Regions from separate parts of the Mus musculus genome. Here regions 1, 2, 3, 4 and 5 are each linked to region 6. The links are chromatin contacts, called in public promoter capture Hi-C maps. All regions are on one chromosome and are shown on one strand. Each heading gives the region's core, a stretch centred on a gene start, on an enhancer-like site or on the middle of the called end of the contact. The rest is flanking DNA. Distances are from core to core; before and after follow the strand shown.

Evidence for each region. Promoter capture Hi-C pulls out the DNA fragments that hold promoters and counts their contacts.
Region 1: a contact with region 6 is called in a promoter capture Hi-C map of pre-B cells. The contact joins the promoter of Bdp1 here to the promoter of Tnpo1 in region 6. A contact is called at or near these places in 6 of 39 promoter capture datasets (the C10 cell line, HPC-7-derived erythroid cells, cranial neural crest and 2 more), 1 of 115 datasets of contacts at active chromatin or transcription factors (astrocytes) and 1 of 9 other capture datasets (adipose tissue).
Region 2: a contact with region 6 is called in a promoter capture Hi-C map of pre-B cells. The contact joins the promoter of Smn1 here to the promoter of Tnpo1 in region 6. A contact is called at or near these places in 1 of 39 promoter capture datasets (pre-B cells) and 1 of 9 other capture datasets (liver).
Region 3: a contact with region 6 is called in a promoter capture Hi-C map of pre-B cells, with 2.4 times the contacts expected there. The contact joins the promoter of Gtf2h2 here to the promoter of Tnpo1 in region 6. A contact is called at or near these places in 2 of 39 promoter capture datasets (cranial neural crest and pre-B cells).
Region 4: a contact with region 6 is called in a promoter capture Hi-C map of pre-B cells. The contact joins the promoter of Cenph here to the promoter of Tnpo1 in region 6.
Region 5: a contact with region 6 is called in a promoter capture Hi-C map of pre-B cells. The contact joins the promoter of Mccc2 here to the promoter of Tnpo1 in region 6. A contact is called at or near these places in 10 of 39 promoter capture datasets (the 3T3-L1 cell line, the HPC-7 cell line, cranial neural crest and 6 more) and 2 of 115 datasets of contacts at active chromatin or transcription factors (embryonic forebrain and large pre-B cells).

What each region holds. Positions count from the first base shown.
Region 1 is chr13:100,101,189-100,105,909 of GRCm38.p6, forward strand. It overlaps Bdp1 (B double prime 1, subunit of RNA polymerase III transcription initiation factor IIIB), which reads right to left and starts at 2,882. Exons shown (of 39, transcript NM_001081061.1): 1 at 2,439-2,882. The coding sequence starts at 2,650.
Region 2 is chr13:100,122,744-100,127,690 of GRCm38.p6, forward strand. It overlaps Smn1 (survival motor neuron 1), which reads left to right and starts at 2,112. Exons shown (of 9, transcript NM_011420.2): 1 at 2,112-2,222; 2 at 3,844-3,915; 3 at 4,127-4,246. The coding sequence starts at 2,151.
Region 3 is chr13:100,490,841-100,495,669 of GRCm38.p6, forward strand. Gtf2h2 (general transcription factor II H, polypeptide 2) reads right to left here and starts at 1,769. Exons shown (of 16, transcript NM_022011.4): 1 at 1,617-1,769.
Region 4 is chr13:100,772,474-100,777,386 of GRCm38.p6, forward strand. Cenph (centromere protein H) reads right to left here and starts at 3,426. Exons shown (of 9, transcript NM_021886.2): 1 at 3,214-3,426; 2 at 253-308. The coding sequence starts at 3,329.
Region 5 is chr13:100,013,089-100,017,433 of GRCm38.p6, forward strand. It overlaps Mccc2 (methylcrotonoyl-Coenzyme A carboxylase 2 (beta)), which reads right to left and starts at 2,551. Exons shown (of 17, transcript NM_030026.2): 1 at 2,298-2,551. The coding sequence starts at 2,426.
Region 6 is chr13:98,924,528-98,929,427 of GRCm38.p6, forward strand. It overlaps Tnpo1 (transportin 1), which reads right to left and starts at 1,857. Exons shown (of 24, transcript NM_178716.3): 1 at 1,724-1,857. The coding sequence starts at 1,738. It overlaps Gm52051 (translation initiation factor IF-2-like), which reads left to right. Exons shown (of 2, transcript XR_003950643.1): 1 at 1-2,879; 2 at 4,506-4,634.

The DNA of each region.
Region 1 (4,721 bases), core at 1,632-4,131, 1.2 Mb after region 6:
AGCAACCACATGGTGGCTCACAGGCATCTGTAATGAGATCTGATGCCCTCTTCTGGAGTGTCTGAAGACAGCAACAGTGTACTCATATACATAAAATTTAAAAAAAAAAAAAAACCTTAACAAAATATATAATAATAATGATCTAAAATGCTCTTTACACAAAGAAATAATAAACTTTTAAAGTGATACCATTAACATGACACATTGTAAATACATATTGAAATAACACATTGTACACATTGTACTCCATAACATGTACAATTACTTTGTATTAGTTGAAATTTAAAATGTTAAAAAGGAAGTATAGGGGCTGGAGAGATGATTCAGTGGTTAAGAGCAAGGCTGTTCTTCCAGAGGGGCCCAGGTTCAATTCCTAAAACCAGCAGAGCAGCTGTTTGTAATTCCAGTTCCAGGGTAACCAATACCCTCACACAGACATAAATATGGGAAAAACACCAATGCACATAAAATAACAACAATAATAGATAATTTTAAAAGGAAACAGAATGAATAATTTAAGTGTACTTTTATCATATTTTATTAGTTCCATATAAAAACAGAAGCTGCTTTAACATATAACATTATCTCTTTTAAACTCTCTCCTTAAAGCTGAAGATAGATAAAACTCAGGCTGACATGCTCGAGGCCCTGAGGTTCGGTCCCTAGAACTCTAGTGTAGCTCTTAGAATGTAACACATCAATCACTGGCATCTTATATGTTAAATGTATACTCCGTTGGTTTCTACAACTAGCAAAACGAATGAATGCTCTCATCAAATAAGGAACAAGGACCAGGGATGTAGTTAAGCTGGCACAGAGCCTGAATGGCACGCAGAGCCCTGGCTTTCATACTCAGCACTACATACACCAGGCATGATGGCACATATCTGTAATCTCAGCATTCAGAAGGTAAAGCAGGTGGATGAGAAACTTAAAGGTGTCTTTTCATGCATGGAGAGTTCTAGGTCAACCTGAGCTAGATGAAACTCTACCTTAAAAACAACAACAAAAAACTTGGTGGGCCTGGTGGCTCATGCTTTTAATGCCAGCACTCAGGAGGTAAGAGACTTCCAGCAAGTCAAAGCTACATAGTTAAATCTTGTCCCCCCCAAACAGACAAACTATATGTGTGTATGTATATACACATTCACACATATAGTTTATATGCATAGTATATGATGTACTCTAATTGTCAACTAAAATATTCTCAAGCATGTCTCAGGACTATGGCCTATGGGAATTTATAAAATATCAATCATTATGCCTTCCTATATAGTTAACAAAATTTTCCAAATTTGGAGCAGTGACCAATACTGGTATTTCTATTCTAAGCAGAAAATTTTCAAACAGATCCAAGTTTAAAAAAAAAAATGTTGAAATCATGGTGCATAATTGGAATGCCAAAATAACACACAGCACAAACTCTGATTAACAGAAGAAATGCTGTTACTATGCAAACATAAATTGTACCATCTCCCTGTCACTTAATGTGATTACTTACTGGCTTTTTCCTCTGTATATTATAAAACACTACAGTCACCATATTAACCCGTCACATATTTAATTTGTACCATCACCTTTCTCCACTGTTTTGTTTTTTGAGACGGGTTCTCACTATGGGGCTGACTGTCCTAAAGCAGGGTGGCCTCTGCCTCCCTATTGCTAGGACTAAAGTTGTGACACCATACTCGGTCTCATCACCTTTTTTTGAAAGTAATCAAATTTTTTTTTTTAGTAAATTTGGGGGAACTATTCTACCATGTGGCATGTAAGGCAGTTTATGTAATCCTATCTGATCTCACAATATTGTCCTAAAGGAGGTACTAACTTGACACCAGGAACAAATTTTCTCTGAGAACAACCTACTTAAACTTGCTAAGCTAAGTAGGAGCGTCCTAAATTCAAATGTGGTATTTGTCACTAAAGCCAGGCGTCTTGATTCAGGAAACGTAGTTACAATAAAGAAGTATGCACTCGAACCAAAATAAGTAACCTAAGCCTCTTCCCTTTGACTCAGGGGCAGGGCGTTTACCTAACACTCCATGAGGCCTTGGGTTCAACCGCATCACCGCGTGGAGGGAGGAAAAAAAATCAGCACTGGTGCTCTCCTTTCAAAAATAAATATCCACAAAATGAAAATCCCAAAGTGCTTTCAGTGTAAAGTACTCCAGGACAATTAATTAAATTTCCAAGTGATGGTGCGTCTACATTCTTGACTTCAAAATCCTTAAGCCTGGATTCCCATCTCTGTAAGATAAGGCAAGACACTGTCTCCTCGGGAATCTTAAGATCGTGACAGAGTCATAGTAGTCGCACCCTCAGATCACGGAATAAAACTACAACTAGAAGTGGTTTCATCCAGCTCAAATCAAAAGCTTGTTGCAGGAGAGGTGCTCCGTGGTAAAAATCCAACAGCTCAGCTTGATAGAAGACCTTACCTGCTCCCGGGAGCCTGTTCCTGGGGTTCTGCTCCCCCGGAATCCACTGCAGGCACATCTGTGGGCTCCGCTGGCTTCGGAGCTGACTCGGTGGCAGGCTCCGGAGGCCTGGGAGCCTCTGGTCCACGCTGGGGATTGGGAGCGGCGGAGCCCCTGGTCCCTACACCAGGCCTGACATTTGGCTTCACGCTAAGGCGTGCCCTGCGGAACATGGCGGAGCCAGGGGGCCGAGAGCGGCGGCTCCGCGGCCGCGCTCAGCCCAGAGCCCCGGCCGCTGCCCGCAGGCTGACACTCTCACCCTCCCACACGTCCACAACCACCAGTCCAGCGCTGGCTACCGCAGTTTTGCGCCCCCTCCGCCTCCTCCGCTCTCCCGCCACCGCCTCCTCTTCATGACCCTGCCACACTAAAAGCTAAGTTTCTCCTCCCCGCGTCCCGGCTCGCGAAAGGCGCCGGAAGCAATGCGTAATCATTCGGCGCCGACGATGACGTCAGACTCCGGGCGCCGGGAGCCATAGCAACTGCAACGCTCTGTAGCTTCGGTTACCTGTAAACCAGAGATTTTTTTTTTTTTTTTTTTTTTTGATTCGAAGACAGATATTCTTTCCTTTGTAAGACCTTGGGAGTTGTTGAAAAGAGAGAGCGGAAGCAGCTGAATCCTCCAGGTCAAACTTTTTTTTTTTTTTTTTTGGGGGGGGGGCCGTTTCGAGACAGGGTTTCTCTGTGTAGCCCTGGCTGTCCTGGAACTCACTCTGTCGACCAGGCTGGCCTCGAACTCAGAAATCTGCCTACCTCTGCCTCCCAAGTGCTGGGATTAAAAGCGTGCGCCACCCCTGCCTGCCCGGCTCAAACTTTTAATTTCTCGCCAGTGGTGCTAGGGTTTGAACCCAGGATCCCTCACAAACCCTGCATTCTCGGCATGCACACTGCCATGGAACGTCCATCCCCAACCTACTTAACTGAATCTTTTATGAACTATTAAGGAGTTTTCGAGAAGAGTCAAAGTGTGCAAGAATGCAGAGCATGGTGGTGCGTGCCTGCAATCCCAGCACTGGAGAAACCGAAATAAAGAGGTCACAAGTTCCGAGCCCTGGACTATCTGACAAGACTTACCTCAAAATTACAATAAGATAAAATAGTATGAGAGTAGTGCCTTAGCACCAGTGCATCCCCAGAGCATAGAACCTGTTTGTTTTAGGGTTTTTGAGACAGGGCCTCTTATAGCTAAGGCTGCCCTTCAACTCTTGATCCTCCTGCCTGCACGGGCTCAATGTTGAGATTACAGGTATGTATAGGCTACCATACCCTGCTAGGAAAAAAAAAAGTTTTAACTATGAGTATGGAGAGAGCGAGTTTGCGGGAGACTGAAAAGTTACAGGTAGTTATCAGACTCCTGATGCTGGTGCTGGGAACCAAAACTAGGACCTACTGGAAGAGCAGGAAATGGATCTACTGAGCCATCTGTCCAACCCCCAACCTCCGCCAAGAAATTTTTAATTGAGTAAAAAAAAAGGTTGAAATTCTGTGTGAGGAAATCGCAAAGAGAAGCCATGAAACACTTCACAGGACATCCACTATATGGGCTTTTGTACACTTTAAAATAAAAACTGTCAAAAATGATTATACTCCACATTTTGCACACGAATGTTGCAAAATTTATTGCTTCCAGAGATATCAACGGAGCAATAAATAAGACATTGTATGTTACAGAGGAGAAAATACAAAATAAATGAACAAGATCAACAAGAATATATTAAATATGATGAGATTTCAAGGGTGATGGAAGAGTCCTGCGGTACTGGCAGTAGGGCAACTTGACAAGGAAAATAGGTATCAGATTGCAAACCAGCCTCTGCTACATGAAACCTTTTCAGAAGAGAGAGAGAGAGAGAGAGAGAGAGAGAGAGAGAGAGAGAGAGAGAGAACAAACACAGGAAACCTGAAGAAGGTGGGAGTGCAGTTTAGTACTGAGCATCAAATAGATGTAGATGCTCACGACATCTCAAAATGCCAGGAGTAATAATAGCACATGCTTGTAATTTCATCACTCCAGAGGCCAAGGCTGAGACAGGGGAACTACATGAGTTTGAAAACAGCCTGTTCTAAATAGCTAGTTCCAAGCCAGCTAAAGTTACAGATCAAGACTTCATTAATAAATAAGTATTTGAGAAATAATACCATGCTAAAGATACCTCAAAGAATCTTGTAGTCACTGCTGGGACATACAGCTTTCTACAGCAAGCTCTTATGCAAGGCCTTTTCATAATCCTGTGTTCTACCTAA
Region 2 (4,947 bases), core at 862-3,361, 1.2 Mb after region 6:
ATCTCTTTCTTTAGATTTGGGAAGTTTTCTTCAATAATTTTGTTGAAGATGTTTGCTGGTCCTTTGAGTTGAAAATCTTCATTCTCATCCACTCCTATTATCCGTAGGTTTGGTCTTCTCATTGTGTCCTGGATTTCCTGGATGTTTTGAGTTAAGATCTTTTTGCATTTTCCATTTTCTTTGATTGTTGTGCCGATGTTCTCTATGGAATCTTCTGCACCTGAGATTCTCTCTTCCATCTCTTGTATTCTGTTGCTGATGCTGGCATCTATGGTTCCAGATTTCTTTCCTAGGGTTTCTATCTTCAGCGTTGCCTCACTTTGGGTTTTCTTTATTGTGTCTACTTCCCTTTTTAGGTCTAGTATGGTTTTGTTCATTTCTATCACCTGTTTGGATGTGTTTTCCGGTTTTTCTATAAGGACTTCTACCTGTTTGGTTGTGTTTTCCTGTTTTTCTTTAAGGACTTGTAACTCTTTAGCAGTGTTCTCCTGTATTTCTTTAAGTGAGTTATTAAATTCCTTCTTTATGTCCTCTACCATCATCATGTGAAATGCTTTTAAATCCAGGTCTACCTTTTCAGGTGTGTTAGGATGCCCTGGACTGGGCGAAGTGGGAGTGCTGGGTTCTGATGATGGTGAGTGGTCTTGGTTCCTGTTAGTAGGATTCTTACGTTTACCTTTCGCCATCTGGCTATCTCTGGAGTTAGTTGTTATAGTTGTCTTTGTTTAGAGATTGTTCCTCTGTTGATTTTGTTACCCTCTACTAGCAGACGTGGGAGACTAGCTCTCTCCTCTGAGTTTCAGTGGTCAGAGCAGTCTCTGCAGGCAAGCTCTCCTCTTTTAGGGAAGGTGCACAGTTATCTGGTGTTTGGACCTCCTCCTGGCTGAAGATGAAGGCCCAAAACAGGATCTTTCCCAGAAGCTGTGTTGCTTTGGCCAGGAAGGTGGCCGGTTTTCTGGAGCCGAAGATGTCACCGCCTCCTCATTTTTTTAAATTGCAGGTTTTTGTGGTTTTGAGACATTGTTTCAGTGTTCTGTTGGGTAAATATCCCCTAATTTAGCTAAGGCACTCTGCCTTTTACCAGCTCAGTAGGATGTGTTTCCCAGATACTCTGTCCATGTCCGCAGCTGGGAACATTCTCTTAACAAACGATCTACACCCACATCACTATCAGTGTGCCCCTGGTCCAATTTTATTTTGTTAAATCCTGGAACACAAGAACCCACAAATCTCACTGGGCGCTTTTGGGATGCCCTATTGTCTATGCCCTATTCCAAGATCCCCTAAATTGTAGAAAACAGTGGGTTTTGCCAGGCTGTGCCCTGCCCTGGGAGAGTCCATCATAGTTTGAGACAGGGGCTCGCTGCAAACCTCTGACTGGCCTGGAACTTCGTATGTAGACCAGGCTGGCCCCAACTCATACCTGCTTGCCTCTGGAAACTCCACCCTACAAGCAGCTTCTGACTCCATCTTGAGGGAGGTGACTGAAACCTCTGGGTACACCAGAAATAGCACCATCTGCCAGGACTTATCTAGTTTTTTGTTTGTTTTCTACAGGCTGATAGGTGGCTTATTCCTGAGTCAATCTGTAAATTTATTGGGATAAATCAAAACTATGGTGGCACATGGGATATCGAAATTCTATCAGGAAAATCAGACTCAGGAATTTACCAGATATGCCAGATGAAGGAAATGGTCGACTCCCCTTACCTCAACCTTGGGCCCATTACAAAACAGACACCTAACACTGCAAAAGGCCCGATACCAACCCATCGTCTAATAATTGGTGTGTGCATCAAGAACCAGCAAACACAGGATGCCCTTATTGTGAAGGTTCATCCCAAACTCGGGAAGCTGAGGTAGCAAAGGCCAGCCTAGGCTATATAGCGAGGCTGACTTGAAAAATGAAAAGAAAAGGGCTGGAGGGAGGAAAATAAATTGGAAGAAAACAGAGGGAAAGGTTAAAAAAAAAAAAAAGAACTAGAAGACAGGTGGAGGGGAGAAAGAGAAAAGACAGATGTGGGAGGAGTGAGTTGGAAGCGTGTAGGAGGTCTCTGGCTGCCTCCGGGCCACCGTACTCTTCCGGTCCCAGAAGCCCCATGACGGAAGTCGTCATTGAGTGAGCCCGGCAGCGTCCGTGGTAGCAGGCCATGGCGATGGGCAGTGGCGGAGCGGGCTCCGAGCAGGAAGATACGGTGCTGTTCCGGCGTGGCACCGGCCAGGTGAGGTCGCGGCTCGGCGCTAGCACTCGGAGCGCTGCCCGAGACCGAGGCGGTGCGAGCTCGGGCCACATCCGCAGGCGGCTCCTGGTGCAGCTCGGGCGCCGGCGAGGCTGTGAGCCACGCTTTGGTCCTGTGTGACTGTGAGGGGATGTGCAGGAACGGGGACAGGCTGGCTGAAGCAAGGCAACCAGATAGGAGCCATTGGAAAGCTCCAGATTTAGGTCAGGATGAAGATGTTCACAGGGACTTTAGACTAAAATGCTGGTTTTCTGGATCCAGTTTTGTAACCGGAAAGACCAAGTGTTGCAAACAACAGTTGATAAAGTTTGAGAGAGAGGGATAACTAAAGTTGCCCGGAGTAGTTGAAAGTTGCTATTGACTGCATTGCATTCAAATGTATACGACAGCAGATCCGAGGCAGGGTTGGTGGTGCACGCATAATTACATGCACAAACACTTGGGAGATGGGGGCCGGAGGGTCGGGAGTTCAAGATCCTCGGTTACAGCGTGAATTCCGGACCAGCCTAAATTACAGGGAGACTGTAGAAGTAAGATAAACACTGGTAAGTACGAGGGCAAATCAGAGCCAAGTTGGTGGACTGTGCATGTGATCAGTCCCAGCTCCTGAGGCAGGAATGTGAAGTTGAGTCTAGCCTGGGAAACAACATACTCCATCTAACGAAGTTTAAAACATTAGGACCTCGGTCGTCTTATGGTATGGCAACTGATTTCTGCTTGGGGCTTGGGGTGGGAGAAGAGAATTCTGGGCAGCTTTGGGCAGTGCTGCATTTCCTTCTTTGGGGGACAGCCCAGCAATTCCTATTCTGAATAAAGCTTTGCCCTTTGTCCTCAGGGGAGCCCTGGCGGTCTGGTTCTCTCCTTAAAACCACAAGGTTCCTGTGCTAATTTGTCATCGTGGTAACTTCTTCATGCCCAGGGTGATGGGTCATGTTTACAATCTCAGGGGTAATCTTATTGATTGCAGCTTCTTTCTTGTTGCTGTTTTGTTGTTTTGAGACAGGTCTCACAGGGTAGCCTTAGGAGACTTGGAACTCTCCATGTAAGCCAGGCTGGCATCAAACTCAAGGAGATTGCCCCGTCTCAGCCCCCCCTCCCGCCCCCATTTGAATCAGGGACACATTCCATAACCTAAATTGGCCTGGAATTCAATATGCTAGACTGGCCTGGAGCTCTTGGCAACCCTACTGTCTCCAGCTCCGGGATATTGGGATTGTAGATTATAGATATGAGCCATTTTAATTTGTAGTTCATGGTTTTGTTTTTGTTTGTTGGTGTGCTTGTTTGTTTGTTGGGATAGAGTTTTATGTTGTAGTCTATGCTGTCTGGGAACCCACTATAGCCCAGACCAGTTTTGCCTTGGCAGTCCTCTGCTTCTACTGAGTACATTGAGGCTTTCTTAGGTGCTAGGATCTCTGTGTTCGTGCGTGGTGACTTTCTAGAAATGTATCTGCCTGTAACACACACTCTGAGTGTCTGGGCTGTAGGCATTGCTGGGGGTTGATCTAGGGACTTTGAGCTACTTCCCCAGTACTTCCTATTATCTGTTTTTTATTAAGCACATCTATCTATAACTTATTTTTTATTTTTTCTCCCTCTTCAGAGTGATGATTCTGACATTTGGGATGATACAGCATTGATAAAAGCTTATGATAAAGCTGTGGCTTCCTTTAAGGTATGAAATGGTTAATCATTTTTTTCCTTATTTCCTCAGGTCATACATTTTGTAAAGAAAGAGAGAGAAGAAAAATAAACTTGAGCACATTGAGGCTTTCTTAGGTGGTGGGACCTGTTATGTTAGAAAGTAGTGACTTTTTAAAAATATATCCCTCCATGACACATAGATCTTATTTATTTATTTATTTATTTATTTACTGTTTTCATAGCATGCTCTAAAGAACGGTGACATTTGTGAAACTCCAGATAAGCCAAAAGGCACAGCCAGAAGAAAACCTGCCAAGAAGAATAAAAGCCAAAAGAAGAATGCCACAACTCCCTTGAAACAGGTGATAGATTGATTTAACCAGGGTCCTGCCCGGCCTGAGGGGCGGCATGCTGCTTCTGTTTGGAGTGTCCCAGAGCTGTGGATGAATTAGCAAACGCACACATACACACACAGGCGTGTGCGCACACACATGTGCAGGCTGGGCATTAAAACCAGAGCTCTCTGCATTCTGAGTATGTGCTGTGTAGCTGATATGCAACTCAACCCCCCCCCCCCCCCCACACACACACACAAGTTCAACAATTATAAAAATTACTAGGGTAACTCAAAACTTGTGGTAACTGGGTCTGCTATTGAAAGCAGAAGACCTGGGGGTATAGTGTACCAGCAAAGTACCTGGCTGGTTACAGGCCCAGCCTGTGTGCCTGTGTGTCCCTGACCAGACCCACATTGAGTCAGCACAAAACCCTATAGACTAGAGGTCTCATTCTCTCCTCTCTTCTTTTCTCTCTCTCTCTCTCTCTCTCTCTCTCTCTCTCTGAGTTTTTTTGTAAAGTGAATAGTTTGATGCCTCCTTCCATTCATTATTTCCAAAGGGAAAGGGTGTCTACATTTGGTGAACACTTGCTTTTCTTTGACTAAGAACACTGGATTTGTCATACACGTTTGGTCTCTTTTGTTCTTAATGACACGTTTCGGTGGTGGAATACATTATAGCCATTCATCAGGCCGGGAAAAGGAGATGCAGGTGACTAAGAACAG
Region 3 (4,829 bases), core at 519-3,018, 1.6 Mb after region 6:
TAAAAGACAGGTATCTGTAGAAGCAGGACTGGCTTTTTTACTCAGAAACAGGAGGGCAGAGGCAGGTGGATCTCGAGCCCAGTCTGGTCTACTAACAGAGTCTAGGACAACCAGGGCTCTGTTACACAGAGAAACTCTGTCTCGAAAACCAAAAAAGTAAAAAAATTAAAAGGATGAGCCCTTAGAAGAGGGAACAAAATACCCATGGGAGGAGTTAAAGAGACAAAGTTCGGAGCAGAGACTGAAGGAATGACCATCCAGAAACTGCCCCACCTGGGGATCCATCCCATATACAGTCACCAAACCAAGATACTATTGCAGATGCCAACAAGAGCTTGCTGACAGGAGCCTGATATAGCTGCCTCCTGAGAGGCTCTGCCAGTGCCTGCCAAATACAGAAGTGGATGCTCACAGCCATCCATTGGACAGAGCACAGGGTCCTCAATGAAGGAGCTAGAGAAAGTACCCAAGGAGCTGAAGGGGTGTGCAAGCCCCCTAGGAGGAACAACAATATGAACTAACCAGTACCCCCAGAGCTCCCAGGGACTAAACCACCAACCAAAGAGTACACATGGTGGGACTCATGGCTCTAGCTGCATAGGATGGCCTAGTTTGTCATCAATGGGAGGAGAGGCCCTTGGTCGTGTGAAGACTCTAAGCCCCAGTATAGGGGAATGTCAGGGCCAGGAAGCAGGAGTGGGTGGGTTGGTGAACAGGGGAAGGGGTAGGAAATAGGGGGTTTTCGGAGGGGAAACCAGGAAAGGGGATAACATTGGAACTGTAAATAAAAAAAAAATAATAATTTTAAAAAATAACAAAACTATGAGCCTGGCTGTGGTGGAGCACACCTTTAGTCCCAGCACTCGGAAGGCAGAAGCAGGCAGATCTCTAAAGTTCAAGGCCACCCTAGTCTACAAAGTGAGTTCCAGGACTGCCAACACTACACAGAGAAACCATCTCCAAATTAATTAATTAATTAATTAAAAATAAATAAAATTTCTGTTCAGGATGAGCAGAGTGGAATACACCTGTGATCCCAGCACACGTGTGTGCGTGTGCACACACAGTTCGCATAATATTACTTTTAAGCTTTTTAAATGTTGCTCCACCGCATCAACATTTGCTTTATATTTTACTCTTCTATTACTCTCTTAAATTCAGAGAAAATGAGAAGCAACGAGTAAACGCCGCACACTTTTTGGCTGGGTATACGGGGCCTCTTTATGATGGAGAATCCAACCGGGGAGAAGTTAGAAGTCCCCACGCCGCAGCCAGATCACCCGTTTCTTAGACTTTCCGTCATCACACCCAGCCGCCCCGGGAGATGCTCACGGTGAGCTCCTCGCGTGCACCCGCGAGCCGCAGCGCGCATGGCCACTGCGGAGGCTCTGCCTCGCCTTACCCTGCCTGGCCCGAGGTCAAGGGTGATTTACTGTCCCCCGTGTTCAGAGAGGGACAGCTCGGGGCTGCAAACTCGCTTCGGGCCACACAGACTCACGGCAAACGGCAGCCCTGCAGCGAGAACTTTCCTCAGGCGGAAGCTGCCGCGCTCCCTGCACACGCCCCCACCCCCTCCGCCCTCCAGGTCCCCCCCGAGGCCAACCCGGGCTTTGCACCTCGGTCCTCAGCTCCAGGCTTCTTCTCCTGTCCGCCTCACTCCAGCCCTCCACAGCCTCAGGACCCCGCAGGTCTCCTCGCGTAGACCCACCAGCCTCGACGAGACGACCCTCACCGGAAGTACCGGCAGTCTGAGTGCGCCGCCAAAATTCTTCCGCAGCGCGCTGGAGCCACGGGAAAAAAAAAATGTTCCGGCGGCAGAGGGCAGCTGCTGCCAGAAGAGGGAGCTAGGGAGCAAGTGGTGCCCAAGAGCGTAACTGCCTTCCAGTTCACCAATATTTCTGCTGTGGGGTGCATTTCTATAGACCAAACAGCTAAAACTACAAGTTCTGGATACGTTATACATGCGTTTAGGGAGGTTTTTTTTTGTCCGTGGGTTTTGTTTTGTTGGGTTTTGTTTAGTATCTGGATGTTTTTGCCTGCGTGCATGTCTGTGCACCATGTTCGTGCCTAGTTGGGGCAGGGGACGGAAGATGGCATCTGATCCCCTGGAACTGAAGTTACAGATGTTTGCTATCTGCCATGTGGATGATGGAAATCAAATCCGGACCCTCTGGAATAGCAACAAGTGCTCTTAACTGCATAGCCATAGCCCCACCTGCCGCCCCACCCCCACGAGCGCCAAGCATGCTCTTTAACCCAAAAATAAGAGGATTCCCCCAATAAAATAAAAATACATCTAAGCATATTTGTGAATAGAAGTAAGACACATTCGAACTTTTCCCACTCATAACTTTGGCTCTGTAAAATAGTCTTAGAAACTAAGACTGAGCTAGGAAGACGAAGGGCACCATTCTCTGACTTTTTTTTTTAAAAAACAATTTTCCTGCTAAGTCACTCACTCTCTTCTGTAGTTCTCTTGAACACAAGGAATGGCAAGACTGATCTGTAAACATCCTTATGACGTGGAACCGAGACTACTCCCAAGCAAAGAGCAAGCCTGGCAGGACAGATCACCTCCCACATGAGGGCAACTACGTATGGTGGGGAGGCTGAAAGCTGGCGCTGGGGTAACTACCTCGCCATAAACAGTCTGCCTCGGAGTAATGACATCACTAGCAAGGTCTCCAGAAACCCTTGCGAAACAAGGCCTTTGTTGGCATAAGTGATCAGACCCATGCCTTGACCAGATCACCTGACCAGACCACAGGCTCTGTCATCTATGCACACCACAAGCCCCTCCCATTTCCCTTTTCTATAAAATGTCAAAGTTCATCTCAGCCCCTCGAAGACAGACTTGGTATATGCAAACCCCTTTATCTGTTTTTCTCATCATGGCCACCTTAATAAAACCCTTTTCTCTGTCATTCATCATTACGTGTCTCTTTGGCAAACTGAGACGCGTGGCCAGACAAGTCTGCTAGGACTGCTGGAACAGGGGGTTTTTATTAAAACTTTGTTAACAGGGTACCAAAGCAAAACAAAATGTGCACAGAAATCATGGTAGTCTCAGTATAACTATGACTAATATTCCAATCACATATAAAGTAACAATAAAATTATCTTACCTAGTGAAATACCTTTTCAAGCTGTGAAACTAAGAACAACCGTAAAGAAAGAATTGAATAAAACCTGGGTGTGGTGGTACATACCGATTATACCAGAACTAGGGAGATTGAAGCAGGATTACAAGCCCAAGACTGGCCTGGGCTGTATTATAAGACCTCGTGTAAGTCCCTCTCTATTCCTCTCTCTTTCCCTCTCCCTCCCTGAGTGTGGTGTGTGTGTGTCCATAGCTGGCTGGCACAATGAAGTTAGAAAATCTGGGAACAGCTTGGGTAGTGTAACTGAAATACAAAAAGCGTTTAATTTGAAAGGCTGCAAGAAAGTGAGCCTTAACAACCCAATACTTTTTTGTTTTGTTTTTTGTTTGGTGTACACGGGGTTTCTTTGTGTAGTCCTGGCAATCCTAGAACTAGCTCTGTAAATTAGACTGGCCTTGAACTCACAGAGATTTGCCAACCTTAGCCTCTGTTAGGGTTAAAAAAGATTTAATTAGGGCTGGTGAGATAGCTCCGTGATTAAAAGCACTGGCTGCTCTTCCAGAGATCCTGAGTTCAATTCCCAGCAACCACATGGTGGCTCACAACCATCTGTAGTGGGATCGGACGCCCTCTTCAGGCAGGCGGATGTATATGCAGCAGAGCACACAGACATTAAATAAAAATTTTAAAAAAGACCTAGTTAAGCAGGTGGTGTGGTGGCGTGTGCCTTTAATCCCACCACTCGGGAGGCAGAGGCAGGCGGGTTTCTGAGTTCGAGGCCAGCCTGGTCTACAAAGTGAGTTCCAGGACAGCCAGGGCTACACAGAGAAACCCTGTCTCGAAAAAAAAAAAATTAGTTATGCATACTCTATCTGCATGTACACCTGCATGCCAGAAGAGAGCATTAGATCCCATTATGGATCCACCATGTGGTTGCTGGGAATTAAACTCAGGACTTCTGGAAGAGCAGCCAGAGTTCTTAACCACTGAGTCACCTCTTCCGCCCTCATCCAAATGCCTCTAAGTTGAAACCAAATAATAGAGCAAAATACTCGTTTTAAATTTCTATGACTAGGGTGTAGACAAGTGTGAGACCTGGGTTTCGTCCCCAGCACCACACACACATATGAAGTGGAAACTTAAGGGTTCTTTGGAAAGTCAGTTATGTTGGATGGCATTTTGCTGGGGCAAACACATGATGGAGTGTTTTCCTAAAGCAGACAGGTAAAGGAACCTTTCACTGAAGCAGACACGAGAGAGAAGATGCTCTGCTAAAGCAAGCGCATGAAAGGACACATGGTAAAGGAGTCTTTGCTAACGACACGCATGTATTGGTCTGCCTTTACACTGCGTAGTTGAGCTCCTTTTGTTGGGACTCCATAGAGAGAAACGCACGAAGAGACTTCTGGTGGTGTTCTGTGGCTTGTTGCTTCTGCTGACCCAGGCCAATTGGCAGAGTGATGGCAGCTGAGACAAGACTCATGTGAAGTTTCGCTAAGTCAGACTCATGTGCTGAGGCCAGACCCATGGAGAACATGTGATGTTTGCAGGGAGTATAAATAGGACTCAACAGACAATGACAGAGGTGGGGCTTGGCTTGCTGGTACAGCCCGCTGTGCGATGCTTGTTTATCTCCACACTTCCCGAGAGAGGCACAGCCCAGAACTTCTTCTGAATGTCCTTCCTGGTCCCTCCTGCTGACTTGTACCAATTCATCTCAGGCCTGGC
Region 4 (4,913 bases), core at 2,176-4,675, 1.8 Mb after region 6:
TGTCTGTTCACAGAAGTAAAACTCTAAGACAACCATTCATTTGGGGGCTGGAGATGGCTCAGAGAGCACCTAGGTGATAGCTCATAACCTCTCTAATTCCATTTCCAGGGGATCCAGTGTACTTTTTGGCTTCACGAGCACAAACATACAGCAGGCAAAATACAGGCACATAAAATACAAATAAATATAATTTTAAAACAAATAGCACTCATCAGCAAACTCACGAAGCTGTTTGGAAACGAAGTGACTTACTTGTGTCGATCATGGACTTATATTCTAAGAGCTGCTGTTTTGTCTGAGCTCTCAGCCTGAAAATGGAAAAAGAAGACAGATAGGAATTTATGGACGGTGGTTATAGTCATCCTGCAATAAATGAAATGGCTTCAAAGTCTTCTCATGTAGCCTCGCTTTATTTAAAATAGTTGGCAAGACGGCGACATAAAATGGATGACAGTGGGGATACAGCACCTTGGAGAAAAAGTGAAAAATGTAATTCTTGCACATTCATCAGCCAGACCAAAACATGGTTCATGAAAGCTCACTTCTACAGGTTGGTAGCCTGAAGTGATGATATCCCAGGCAGGCTCTACCAGCTTTCCAGACTGTAATGTTTTCAGGAGGGGCTGGAAAGATGATTCAGCCATTAAGTGGGTACTCTTCTTGTAAGAGGACCTGAGTTTGGTTCCCAGTACCAAAACTAGGCTATTCACAATTACCTCTAACTCCAGCTCCAGCAAGAATGTGTCATCTCTGGCCTCCAAGGGCACACCCATGCATGTACATAGATAGCTATACACACACACACACACACACACACACACCCTAAGAATAATGAAAATACTTGTTTTTATTTGAAATAGGATTTTTCTGTGTAGCCCTGGCTGATCTAGAACTCACTCTGTAGACCAGGGCTGGCCTCAAACTCATAGATATATCTTTCTACTCCTGCCTCCTGAGTGCTGGGGTTAAAGCCATGCACCTCCCCTATCCAGCTTCAAAAATATATCCAGACAGGGTTTCTCTGTGTAGCCCTGACTGTCCTGGGAACTCACTTTGTAGACCAGGCTGGCCTTGAACTCAGAAATCCTCCTGCCTCTGCCTAAGTGCTGGGATTAAAGAGGTGCACCACTACTATTCTGGTTATCAAGTTCTTTAAACGACACAATTCCAAATGAAAACAACAACTTAACACTCGGCTCTGGCTAGCCATGCAGGTCATTGGAAGGCTGAGGTAGGAAGATAGAAATGTCAGTGAAGACCTGCCAGTACTTCATAGTAAGTTCAAAACCAGTCTTGACAACTTAGCAAATTCAAACTCAAGATAAAGTAAAAAGGGGCTGTTAGATGCTGTGTCAAAAAGCCCTCAGTCAGGCTGGAGAGATGGCTCAGCAGTTAAGAGCACAGACTTCTCTTTCAGAGGTCCTGAGTTCAATTCCCAGCAACCACATGGTGGCTCACAACCATTCGTAATTAGATCCGATTCCCTCTTCTGGTATTCTGGTATGTCTGAAGACAGCTACAGTGTGTGTGTGTGTGTGTGTGTGTGTGTATGCGCGCATATATATATATCTTTAAAAAAAAAAAAGGCACTCAGTCTTAGAGTGCTTGCCTAAGATGCTTGAGCCCCTTGCTGGACGTGGTGGCGCACGCCTTTAATCCCAGCACTCGGGAGGCAGAGGCAGGCAAATTTCTAGGTTGGAGGCCAGCCTGGTTTACAAAGTGAGTTCCAGGACAGCCAGGGCTACACAGAGAAACCCTGTCTTGAAAAACAAACAAACAAAAACAAAAACAAAAGATGCTTGAGCCCCAGGCTCAATCATTACTACTGCCAAAAACCATCCCTATCACTGACAAATTATTACAGATTACGGTAGAACTAAGAGTACTGATAAGCTCAAAAAATAGTTTGTTCTTCAGCTGTCGTGTTTACAACAGACATATCTGTATATGACTAGGTATGGTCCTTAATGATTATAATTCTAGCACCTGAAGGCAAAAACAAAAGATTACTACAAGTTCAAGGTTATAGCCTGCCAGTGTTTGCCTTTCCTTTTGTTTCGTTTCGTTTTGTTTTGTTTTTTTGAGGCAGGGTTTCTCTGTGTTGACCTGGTTGTCCTGGAACTCACTCTGTAGACCAGGCTGGCCTCGAACTCAGAAATCCGAGCCTCTGCCTCCCAAATGCTGGGATTAAAGGCGTGCGCCACCGCCACCCAGCTATAGGCTGCCAGTGTTTCACAGCAAGACCCTGTCTCAAAAATTCAAAACAAGTCTGTTATGAGTTTTAAAAAAATTTTTAGATGTATTTATTTTATGTATATGAGTACACCATTGCTTTCTTCAGACACACCAGAAGAGGGTATCAGACCCCACTGCAGATGGTTGTGAGCCACCATGTGACCTCTGGAAGAGCAGTCCAAGTTCTTTAACCACTGAGCCAACTCTCCAACCCTTTGTTATGCATTTTAAAGGTCTGCAAAAAACCTGTTAAATTTTTTTTTCTGCAAAGAACCACACAGCAAATAATTTAGGACTTGGCAGTCATATAGCCTGTTTTAACTATGTAACTCTGACCCTGTACCAGAAACCTGTGTCCCAATAAGCTGTATGAACACTAACATTTAGATTTCATGCATTACAAAATGTTTGGCTCCTATCTCTATTTAAATACGGAAAAACTATGCTGTAGTTGAGCTGTATGGCTCTTGCTACGCATACACCAGACGCTGCTTTTCTTAGCTTGAAGAGTTCACCATAGGCAGTAGGATAAACTTGGTCCAGGCCTTAGACTAAAGTTTCTGGCCGCCAAATTTTCTCTAAAAACTGCTGACTGGGGAGCATCATCGTCCTGGTAGGACGATAAACAACCGAAGCTTCTGGTCAGCAAAGGGTCTTGGTCCTCAAGGTGGACTGTGTCCTGTAACTTGGCGGTAGGTACTGCTCAGCCAGCCCGGACCACAGTGGCAAGACAGCACCGGAGGCCGGGTCGCAAGCCTGGCTCAAGACGGGCACAGCGCCACGTCCTCCTGCAGAATGTCCCACCCCAGCCCACTAGCCTCTCTGCGCGGAGGGCATCTTTTGCGGCTCTCTTCCCCACTGACAGGCCTAAAGCGGTGAAACTGATGGTGCCGCAAGCTTCGGAGCCCTAAATCAGCCAGGGAACCTGAATAGGAACCCTGAGCCTCCCGAGTGGGGGCGGATGCCCGCCGGGAGCACCTGAGCAGCAGGCTGATACGGTCCTCGATACGCTCCTCCGCGGCCTGCGACAGACCCCGCTTCTCTTCGCAGGCCTCAGCCCCGGCCTCAGACCTCTCCCGCGGCTGCTCCTCCATTGCAAAGGCCCGCAGGTTTGAACGCCACAGAAAATAACCCAGCAGTTCTTCCCGCCACGAAATTGGTTTCCGGAAGTTCCTACCCTTCCGGAAGGGTCCCGCCCCTTCCGCCCTGAGTCCCTCCTTCTGCTTCTCCCCTTGCAGCGGGTTGCCGTGGTTACCGTGCTGCGTTCCTTTTCTGAGGCTTCTTTCCACAATTGATTCTATTCCTCTAGCTAAGACTTTCACCAACACAGGCCATCGAAGCCTGTGGGTAGGGATAGATGGAGACGGGGCTCAGTGGTAGAACTCTTACCTAGCATGCCTAGTGTCTTGAGAAAACTTAGGATATAACTTAAACTGTATCTTTAGCGTGGCCCGGAGGGGTAAAACTTAGTGCTTAAACAGATGTCAACAGTCGTCCTGGCTGGCGCTATTATTGCCCCTATTATTACACTCCAGGTCAGGGTTTGGAGAATGGGTTTGCCCTGCATCAAATTCCCTCCAGAACTGGAGTTACACGCAGTTGTAAGCCACTTGATGTGGGGGTTAGGAATCGAGCCTGGGTCCTCCAAAGAGCCAGTGCTCTTAACCGCTGAATCATCTCTCTAGCTTCTACTCTCACTTTGAGAAAGGGTCTCATGCAGCCAAAGCCGATCTTGGACTATCAATCCTCCAAGTACTGTGAACCTGCAATATTATATTGAAAGGCTTTCTTGCTGTTCCGAGAACAGATCTGGGGTCCCTATTATAACTCCTGAGGGCCATACCTTTAGTTTAGTGGAGAAATGAATGCCTCAACCAGGAGGCAGTGCTGGCACATGCTCTCCAGACTTTACCATGCCACTAACACGCCCTTTCAGTTCCTGGCACGGGTACTCCATCCGACTATCAGTGAAAATTCTATCAGAAACTGGAAAGGGTATCTGCAATCCTAGAGCAGGAGGTTGGGCAAAAATGTGATGAGTTCGAGGCCAGCCTAGGATACACAGTGAGTATGAGACAGAGAACATGTCAAGATCCTGTCAGAGGGTTGGGATTAGAAATCACGTTGAGAATTGGGTGCCCCCAGTGTCGCTGACTTGACACTTGAGCCTTGACGTTGAGAGGCGAAAATGCTGTACATGAGCCTTGCGTGGTCACTTGAGGGATAAGTCCTTGCAGAACAAACAAAACAGCAGCTCTTTGAAGGGGAGGGCTGTGGTCCTTCATAGCTTTTGTCCAAGTTGATCATACCATGCTTATTGTTAACACAGTCCTGTTATCAAAGTACTACAGCTGCCATTTGTCTTTTTAAAGATTCATTTATTTATGTATATGAGTACACCGTAGCTGTACAGATAGTTGTGAGCCTTCATCTGGTTGTTGGGAAATCAGTTTAGGACCTCTGCTCACTCCAGTCAGCCCCCACCCCTCACTCAGTCCCTGCTTGCTCCAGCCCCAAAGATTTACTATTATAAATAAGTACACTGTAGCTGTCTTCAGTTGAACCAGATCTTCAGTCGAACCAGAAGGTGTCAGACCTCATTACAGGTGGTTGTGAGCCACCATGTGGGTGCTGAGATTCGAACTCAGGACTTTCAGGAAGAGCAGTCAGCATTATCT
Region 5 (4,345 bases), core at 1,301-3,800, 1.1 Mb after region 6:
ACTGCTAGAACTGTATGTACAACCATGCCTAGTTTACACTTTAATAGCCTAAGTTTAATGTATCTATATTTAATACTTTGCTTGCATGATCTAGAAAAATCCAGTTGGAGCTGACACAGTGGCTAGTTTTCATGGTACCAGAAGTGTTGTGCAGGTCACTTAAGAAATCAATGGTCTTACTCAGTGCTGGGCCCTGCATGTTGCAATACCAACCTCCTAGGTAAGCTATGCCCACTGGTGCAGTGGTGCAATGGCTGTTAGGTGACAACCACCATGTTCAGGTTGGAGTTTGAGGTCTAGTCCACAAACTGGAATTCATGCCTGGTACTGTAAGCCCGATCAAAGCCCTTGGCTTGGGAGGTCAAGGGCTCTAGGGGAGAATGTTCTGATGAATGGACCTGTCAAACTATCTGAAAATGTATGTTTATACATGTATATTAGTGCTGCTCTAAACCTCTGTCCGCGAAGCTTCTCTATGGAGTGGATAGCAGCTAATGGAGAGATTGATAACTATCTAAGTGCCGAGGATAAGCAACTGTGAGGTGCTCAGTCTTAAAATGAGATAGTTACACCACACACACACACACACACACACACACACACACACACACACACGCACGCTTAGGGAACATCATGTAAGAGGGAGTGGAAATACTGGAAGAGCCAAAGGCTGGGGAGGAGAGCTGTCCTCTGGATGTGACATAGCTATTGTGCTCATGAATTCACTGCAGTTGTGGCTACCTAAACAAGACCCGCACAAGACCAAGCCAACGATCAGTCAACATTGTAGCAATTAGCAACAATAGGACTCAGCTAGTTTTTAAGGTGGTATTAAAAGGTATTAGAAGGATATGGGAAGGTAGGTGGGAGGGAGGGACACATTGGGAAGTGTCTAGGGAGACTGGGAAGGGGAACTGGGAACAGATAACATCGAGATACACCAGCTGGGCGTGGTAGCACACGCCTTAAACCACAGAAGCAGAGGCAGGTGATGACCATGCTCAGCTTGGTCTACAGAGCTGATCTACAAAGCCAGGACAGCCAGGGCTACTCAGGAAAATAAAAATCCCTGCCTCAAAACAGACAAAAAGATACACTGTATTTCTGTATGAAACTGTCAAAACTAAACAAGATAGTCCTAAAAATAATAAAATAGCTATGTTCAAGGAAATGGTTGGAACTAGAGATCATCACAGTAGGGAGGCAGGGAAACAAATACCACATTTTCTCTCACATGCAGAATCTAGGTTAGATGTACAATTTAGGGACATGAAAGTATAAGGACTACTTGGAAAGAGAAAAGGAGACAGCAAAAGAGTGGAGAGGAGATAAGAGAGTCATGTATGTACATATAGTGAAGTGTATTTATTACTTTGTACAATTAGTATATAGTAGTTGTATTTTGTTGTAGTGGTGGTGGTAGTTTTTTTGAGAAGTTATTTTGTAACTTTGGCTGTCCAGGAACTGGCTTTGTTGATCAAGGTGGACCGAACCTCACAAAGATCCACCTGCTTCTGCTCTGTGTGCTCTAGGTGCCTTCAGCCCTTCAGGGCTAGGACACCTCTTACCACACAGCCGCACAGCTATCTGATTTCTAGTTAACGTTTCCCAGCCCCAAATGACTTTCATTCCTACACATCCAGGCCAAATACTTAAAATACCGCACAAACAACTTAGTGCTTAACTAAGTTAACTTCTTCCCTGGCAAATAACTGCTGGTTCTATGAATAATTCAGACGTTATCTGTAGAGGCCATGAAACAGATTTAAATGTTCCAGCTTTGATACTTCACAAATTATGAGTTGCTTCTTTGGCCAGGGGAAGCCACTCAGTCCCAAGAAAAGCTATGTAAAGACATTGTGAGCTGTGTATTGTTAATATAACTATTAAGCGGAAGAGTGTAAACTATCGTGCTATGGTAGTTCCTAAAGGTGGCTGCCACAAGACCGCTAAAGAATATACCCAGCCATGCAAACACGAGGACCACAACTTCGTGATTACAAAGTTGCCAAACCGGTCTCGGGCATTTGTAAGTTGTCCAAGCGACAATGCTTTGTGGGGTTTTGAGAACCACTGATTTGAGTGACACAAAATGCCAGTACCAGTCCTAAAAGTGAACTAAAATCTCACTGGAACGACTTCCTTCTGCAAACTTCACAGGACCCTACTGAGTCCCAGAATGACGCCTGAAGCTGCAAAGGAAAGAACAGCAGAGATCCAAGCATGCCCACCCTCTGGCCTCCGATGACTCCGGGGCAGGAAGGCGAACAGGCCTCCAGGACGCTCGCTCAACCTACCTGGTAGGTGGAGGAGGCCGAGTCAGGCTGGGTGCCCAGTCGGGCCACTGAGTCCCCGTGATAGGCACGCTGCGGGGGTACAGCAGCCCGACAGCACGGTCGCAGAGCTGACCTCAGCGCGCCCCACATGGCGATGGCAAACACCCAAAAGAGAAAGAGAGCGGCCCTGCAGCTCGGTTCTGCAGCTCCTGGGGGCTGCTCCTCCAGAGTCCTTGCAGCACCAGCCCTGGTCCATCAGCTCCCAGGCCAGCCCCGCACACGTGCCATCGCAGACCACCTCCAATTGGTCGGCGCTGCGCGCCACGCCTCTCTACTCCGCCAATGAGGCGCAGAAGAGCAGCTGCGCGAGTCCAGGTTCCATCGCGAGCCCAGGAACACTGGGCCGAGTAGAGCGAACAGATAAGTGGCTGCTGTCCTGCCGAAGCGTTTGTCACAAGCATGCACCCGCCTCTAGCCCATGTACTGCAGAGCTTCAGCACACCTGATCATTTTTAGAATGTGACAGATTGTAGACATCAGTACTGGGATCTTCACACCAATAAGGATTAAAAACACTCTGCGAAGTGCCTTAGTGTTGTTTTGTTTTGTTTTGACTCGCACACTTTATTGAATGCTTACGTGTTACTACAGCATGAGCAAAGTAAAAGCGCCAGGAGCATCAGAAAGATGAACAGGCTAAGGAGAGGGTCGGCTGTGCCCTAGGAGGAAAGATGCTGTAGGAGAATAGCACCCGAATAAAAGCCAGATTGGGTAGAAACACATAACTAAGATGGGAGCCAGGCTTGGTCGCTCTGTCTCCCTTGGGGACCATAGACTCTACCACTCTGCAGCTTCAAGAAAGAAGCCCGACCCACAGAAAACTATGGTAAACCAATTGATAGAAGGCTTGTCAAAGTTTCTGTAGCTTACTAAGTGAAGAGTCCACAGACTACTAAGTGAAGAATTTAGAGGCTAGGGTGGGCAACAAAATGAGACATTGTCTGAAACCAACTGTTTTAACATGAATCTTGAAGACAATGTCATCATACAAATAGTGTTGGGCTGAGTGGTAGAACGCTTGCCTAGAATGCAAAAGGCTCTAGGTGTGTGTGTGTGTGCGCGCGCGCACATGCACACAGAGGAGAGAGAGAGTAGGTGAAACATGCCTACTATATTAAATGGTGCTAATTTAGAAGGAGTGGCACTTTGTGTGTACAGACGTGGGTACGGTGTGTGTACAGAAGCACACATGGACACATGGAAGCTGGAGAATGTCAGTATCAAGCCATTACTCTGCCTTATTCCTTTGAAACCAAGTCTCTCACTGAACTTGCAGCGAGGTGTGCAGCTAGAAACCTCTGATCCTTCTGCCCCTGCTCAACCCAGTGCTTTTACCCACTGAGCCCTCCCTAGCTCCAGAAATGGCCAGCTTTTTTAAAATCTAAGAAAAACGAAGGCCTAAGTCAAATCAAAGTGAGTTCACCATGACATAAGCATTCTATCTTGCTACAAGCCGACCCCAAATAAGATCTTGTAATGTGGAAAATAACTTAAAGATTCACATGGCATCCAAGAAATGTAAAAGAAAACAAACCAAAGCAGAGCATTTGAGCTGAACGAAACATTTATTCCTGGCAACGAGGCTAAAAGAAAATAATTTCCTAGCAACTCCAGCACTCAAAAGGTCAATTAAGAGGATCAGCAGCTCAACCTTAGCCCGGGCTACACAGTGAGTGTGCAGGCAGTGTGGACTAAGCAAAAGTGCCCAAAATGTTTCCTCTGCTTTTCACTTAGTTAAAACTGTTTACCTTTGACCCTCCTACCGGTCCCGAGAGTTCCCACTGCTATCCAGGTGCCTCTCAAATTCATGGCTTATTCCTTAAATATATACACGGGTGGGAATAACTACACGACGCGGGCTGCTGAGTCTGTGTAATGGTGCCCATGTTTGTAGGCTAGGCTGAATACTTGGGATTGAAGTGTTAGGGTGTTAAAGTGTACTTGTAATGATGTGTATGCCCGAGGGACTGTACACACATATGCACCTGAGTGCAGTTGCCCAGAGGCCA
Region 6 (4,900 bases), core at 607-3,106:
TCCTCTCTTTCATTTATTCTGGTTACATTTACTTCATGTGGAACTTGACTTGGCTTCCTTAGAACCTGATTTCTTTTCAAAAAAAAAAGCTTGCCAATATGGCTAACAAACACAAGAAATTCCTCTAAATATAGCACATGTTCACATTTCAACACAATTTAAGAAAACTGAATGCACACAATCACTTTAACATAAGTAAAAAAAAATAGTCATAAAACAATGACTATAACAATTATTGATACTGGAAATAGTCACAGCTAGGATCTTTTTTTTTTTTAAGATAAAATTCTATCCTGTTGCTATTATATAATGGCAAAAAGGCACAGCTAGGATCTTTTTTTTTTTTTAAGATAAAATTCTATCCTGTTGCTATTATATAATGGCAAAAAGGCTTTTAGGAATGGAGGGAGAAATACAAAAATATTTTCTATAGGTCTTTCAGTGGGAGGAATTCAGTAATTTCTGGCCAGGGCAGGATGGAAAAGCACATGGCTAATGGAAGGCCGAGGCCCTCTTCAGAAAGGGAAGACGAACCACTCACAGTGCAGTAGGTGTACACGGACTCAAGTAAAAGCTGAATTGCCAAACCACTATTCACCCACACACGGCAAGTGTCAAGGAGTTTAAAATAAATCGGCCACCTCTAAAGTAGTATTTTTCCTTTGCACTTGCAAATTTCCACATAGACCAGCCATTCTCTAGAACCAGGACGGAGGGTTACAGGACAGTAACAAGGATCACTTCTCACCAACTACAAACCATCCACTTACTTCATTAGCACACTTTCTTACCACACTTAAGTGAAAGTTTCGATAGGGAAACTCAAAACCCAGCAGGTACTTTTGGTATCCTAAAGATGAACACGTCTGAGCGTGCACATTGCAGACAGACAGGTCAGTTCCAAATACTGATTTCACCGAATATTTTGCATTTAAGGAGCGTCTTCTCTTTAGGGGGGAAAAGCATTGCTTACGTACTCATTGAAGCCATCACTGTTTTTCGAACAGGACATACTAAGCTTCTTAATACAATCTCCCCAACTAGTGGACAGCCTCTGACTTCGTTTCTACAGTTAACAGCTGATTCGCGACTGGCGTAACAAAGTGAAACTGTAAACAATCCCTGCAAACCCCACGTGATTAAAAAAAATTAAGCCCCGCGAGATCATTTCTAAGAGGAAGAAAGCCTTTCTAAAGCCAGTTTGATTGTGGTGGCGGGTCTGTTCCTCGGCGGCCCTTCCCCGTGGCGTGGGCAGACAGAGGCAGACGTGCAAAACCCACAAACCTAAGCAAAACCCGTAGTTACAAACATTAAAATTATGTTCACAGGTCGCGAGGCCAGCAGGCCCTCGGGGGAGACGGATCAGCTGGCTGCAGAAACCGGAGTGTGCGAGGCTCCGGGACAAAGACCGGCGACCTCGGGCCCTCGCACCGTGCGGCCTGACGGGCATCGCAGCGGCTCGGCCCGCCAGCCTCCCGCCACCCCCAGGACCGACCTCCCGCTCCTGGGGCGCCGCCTGCCCTGTCCGGGACCCGCAGGGCGCCCGGGACCGCAGCTGTTGGGCTTAGAACCGCGCCGTCGCCGGCGGGCTCCAAACGGCCAGGCCCCGTCCGAGAGGGCGGACAGCGGAGCGCGGTCCCCTCGGCGCGGCGGCCGGTCGGAGCTCGCTCGGGCCGCTTCCCACCCGCCTCCGCCCTGGCCACGCACCCTCACGCCAACCTACCCGGTCCCACACCATCCCAGAGGCCTCCGGCGCTCGGGCCTTTCTGCCGAAGCGGCGCTGCCTCCCGTCCGGGGCCTGAAATGGCTGCGGAACAAAGAGAATCCGGGCTCCGGCGAGCGCCGGTCCGATTGGCCGGGGGGCGGAGCCCGGCGCGGGAATCTTCGGCGGCGGTCGCCTTGGCAACGGCGACGGGGCTGGGAAAACTGCGGCCTGGGCCTGCTGGCCTGCGTCGGGAAGGCGGGCGGGCGGGCGGCGCGCCCCAGCGGTTTTCACCAAGCGGGGTCCCGGGGTCGACGCCTCGGCCCCGTGCCCGCCTCACACCCCCTCGCGCCCACTGCAGCCCCCACAAGCCAGCCTGGGGCTCAGTCGCGGCCTCCGCTGCCCAGCCCGTTGAGTGTGAACGCCCAGATGCACGGCCCTTCCGGCGGCAGGTGACGTGCGTGCCCGGAGTGCACTCGTGTCCCCCCCGGGAGACCGCCGAGCCCAGAGCCCGGCGACACCCACCAGGCCGCTCGTCCCACAGTCGAACTGTTACAGCTTTCCTGGGACAAGGCAGAAGGGTGTGGGCGGACGGCGGCCCCCTTGATAACACAGGGGCTTCTGAAATGTGCTGATGTAGCACGAAACTACCATATAAAACCAAATGAAATGATTTAGAAAATTAGGTTTACATCTCTAGGTATGTTTCTACTATAAAGCTAGTTCCCTGAGCTTGGAGATAATAAGCTCTCCTCTCTCCTTATACAGCCACCACCAGAGAGGTACTGTAACTTCAAGCTGAAAGTGTTTTAAAATGGGAGAGGTAGGCACTTTTCAAGCCAGTTGCAATAATGGTAATGAAGAGAGGTGAATTGTTCTTCCCAGTGGTAGCACACGCTTTTAATCCCAGCACTTGGGAGGCAGAGTCAGGCAGACTTCTGAGTTCAAGGCCAGCCAGGGCTATACTGAGAAACCCGGTCTTGGAAGAATCGTTCTTCCCTGCCTGGTTATTTTTACACAAACTTACCACGTATGAGTATTTTAAATATGCACAGCAAGGTGGTCCTTTTTTCTGAGTGAGTGGCCAGCGAGAATTATCTTCACATCAGTGCTTTCAACTGCCTTAGTGTTACATACTTCTTGTTTAGGCAGTGATTGCTCTCCATACACTTTACAGGTAAAATTATTGTACCTAATTCTTGAAAAATGCTAAATATTTACAACTTATTTATTAAGAAGCTTAAAAATCTTCACTTGTAATACTTTTTAGTGTTACAATTAGCTTAACTCAAAGTTTGAGACTAAAAGATGGTTTTTATCATCAGAAAGCTGAAAATTGAAAGGGAAAATATTTAAAATTACTAAAATATGGCCAGGCATGGCAGCCCACACTTTTAGTCCCATCACTCCAGAGGCAGAGGCAGACAGATTGCTGAGTTCCAGGCCAGCCTGGCCTACACAGAGAAACTTTGTCTCTATCAAATAAAATAAACATTTTTAAATGTTGATTTAATAGAAGTTAGATAGAGTAGTGTTCTTGGAAAGGAATTTTCTAAGAAGGAATATGTCCTAAGAAAAACAATTTAATGTAAACCTTCCTCCAGAGCAGTTTGGTGAGTCTGCAAAAAAATTTACTGCAAGGAAAAATGTAAACAGGTCTTATTTTATACTTAAAAGCTTTCATTGTAGAGTAGAGACTTGTAAAAATCAGATGATTGTGTGATTGTGGTAACTGAATCTTACATTGCTGGAGATTTAAAAAATAAAATAGCATTAAAATCTATAAGATTAGGGGCTGGGAAAATGGTTCAGAGGGTAACAGCCTTTGTTTTTGCAGAGGACCTGGGTTTTAGTCTCCAACCATGAGGTAGCTCATAACCGTTCATAATTCCAGTTCCAGGGGTCCAATGCCCTGCTGACCTCCACAGACACTAGGCATTCCCATGATGTGCGTGGCAGCAAAGCACTCATACACATAAATAAAACTAAAGATGAGCAACTAAGGATTGTTGTAGGACCTACACCAAGCAATGAAGAAGAATTTACCTAAATACTACTTTGGGAATAAACAAAGCTAACTGGAAGGAGGAAGGATTGAATATTAATTAGTATATATAAAAGGATTTATTCCCTTGAATTCTTTTTAAAGAAAAACATTTTTTTTTTGGTATTTTATTTTTGGTACTTTTTGGTATTAAAGGTATGTGTTACCACCACCCCACATGAATTTTTCTTTAGGCAGGGCATGGTGGCGCACACCTTTAATCCCAGCACTTGGGAGGCAGAGGCAGGCGGATTTCTGAGTTCAAGGCCAGCCTGGTCTACAAAGTGAGTTCCAGGACAGCCAGGGCTACACAGAGAAATCCTGTCTCGAAAACAACAACAAAAAATTCTTGGTTATTAGATATTATAAAGTTGAGATGGGGCTGGAGAGATGACTCAGTGGTTAAGAGCACTGATTGCTCTTCCAGAGGACCTGAGTTCAATTCCCAGCAACCACATGGTGACTCACAACCATCTGTAATGGGATCCGAAGCCCTCTTCTGGTGTGTCTGAAGAGAGTGACAGTGTACTCACATACATAAAATAAATAAATCTTTTTTTAAAAATTGGGATGAGATAATCTAAGAATCTATTCTTTCATTGGATTGAAATGAGAATGTGACTATACAGAGATTCTGGGTAGAGATGCTTTAAATAAGTGATCTTTGACTCTGATCTTAAGCTAAAACTACTCTTACTCATCTTAAGGCTTATGACCATATGTGATTTAATTTTTCTTTTCTGCTATTTTTTTCCTTAGTGTACAGGATACCAGCTACTGCGTGATGTTTCCTCTTTACGTTTCATGTGGTGAAACTCTGCAGACATGTTGGCATTTTTCAATGACATATACTGAAATTTAAGATGGTAATAAACTTTGCTTTTAACCTTAAAACCTTTCTGTTCTTTAGTTAGTTCCTCTTTTTTTTTTTTTTTTTTTTTTTTTTTTTTTTTTGGTTTTTGGAGACAGGGTTTCTCTGTGTAACCCTGGCTGTCCTGGAACTCACTCTGTAGACCAGGCTGGCATTGAACTCAGAAATCCGCCTGCCTCTGCCTCCCGAGTGCTGGGATTAAAGGCATGCACCACCACGCCCGGCTTAGATTATTTTTAAATTACAATATATTTAATAAACATATTTTATAGCAAATATATTA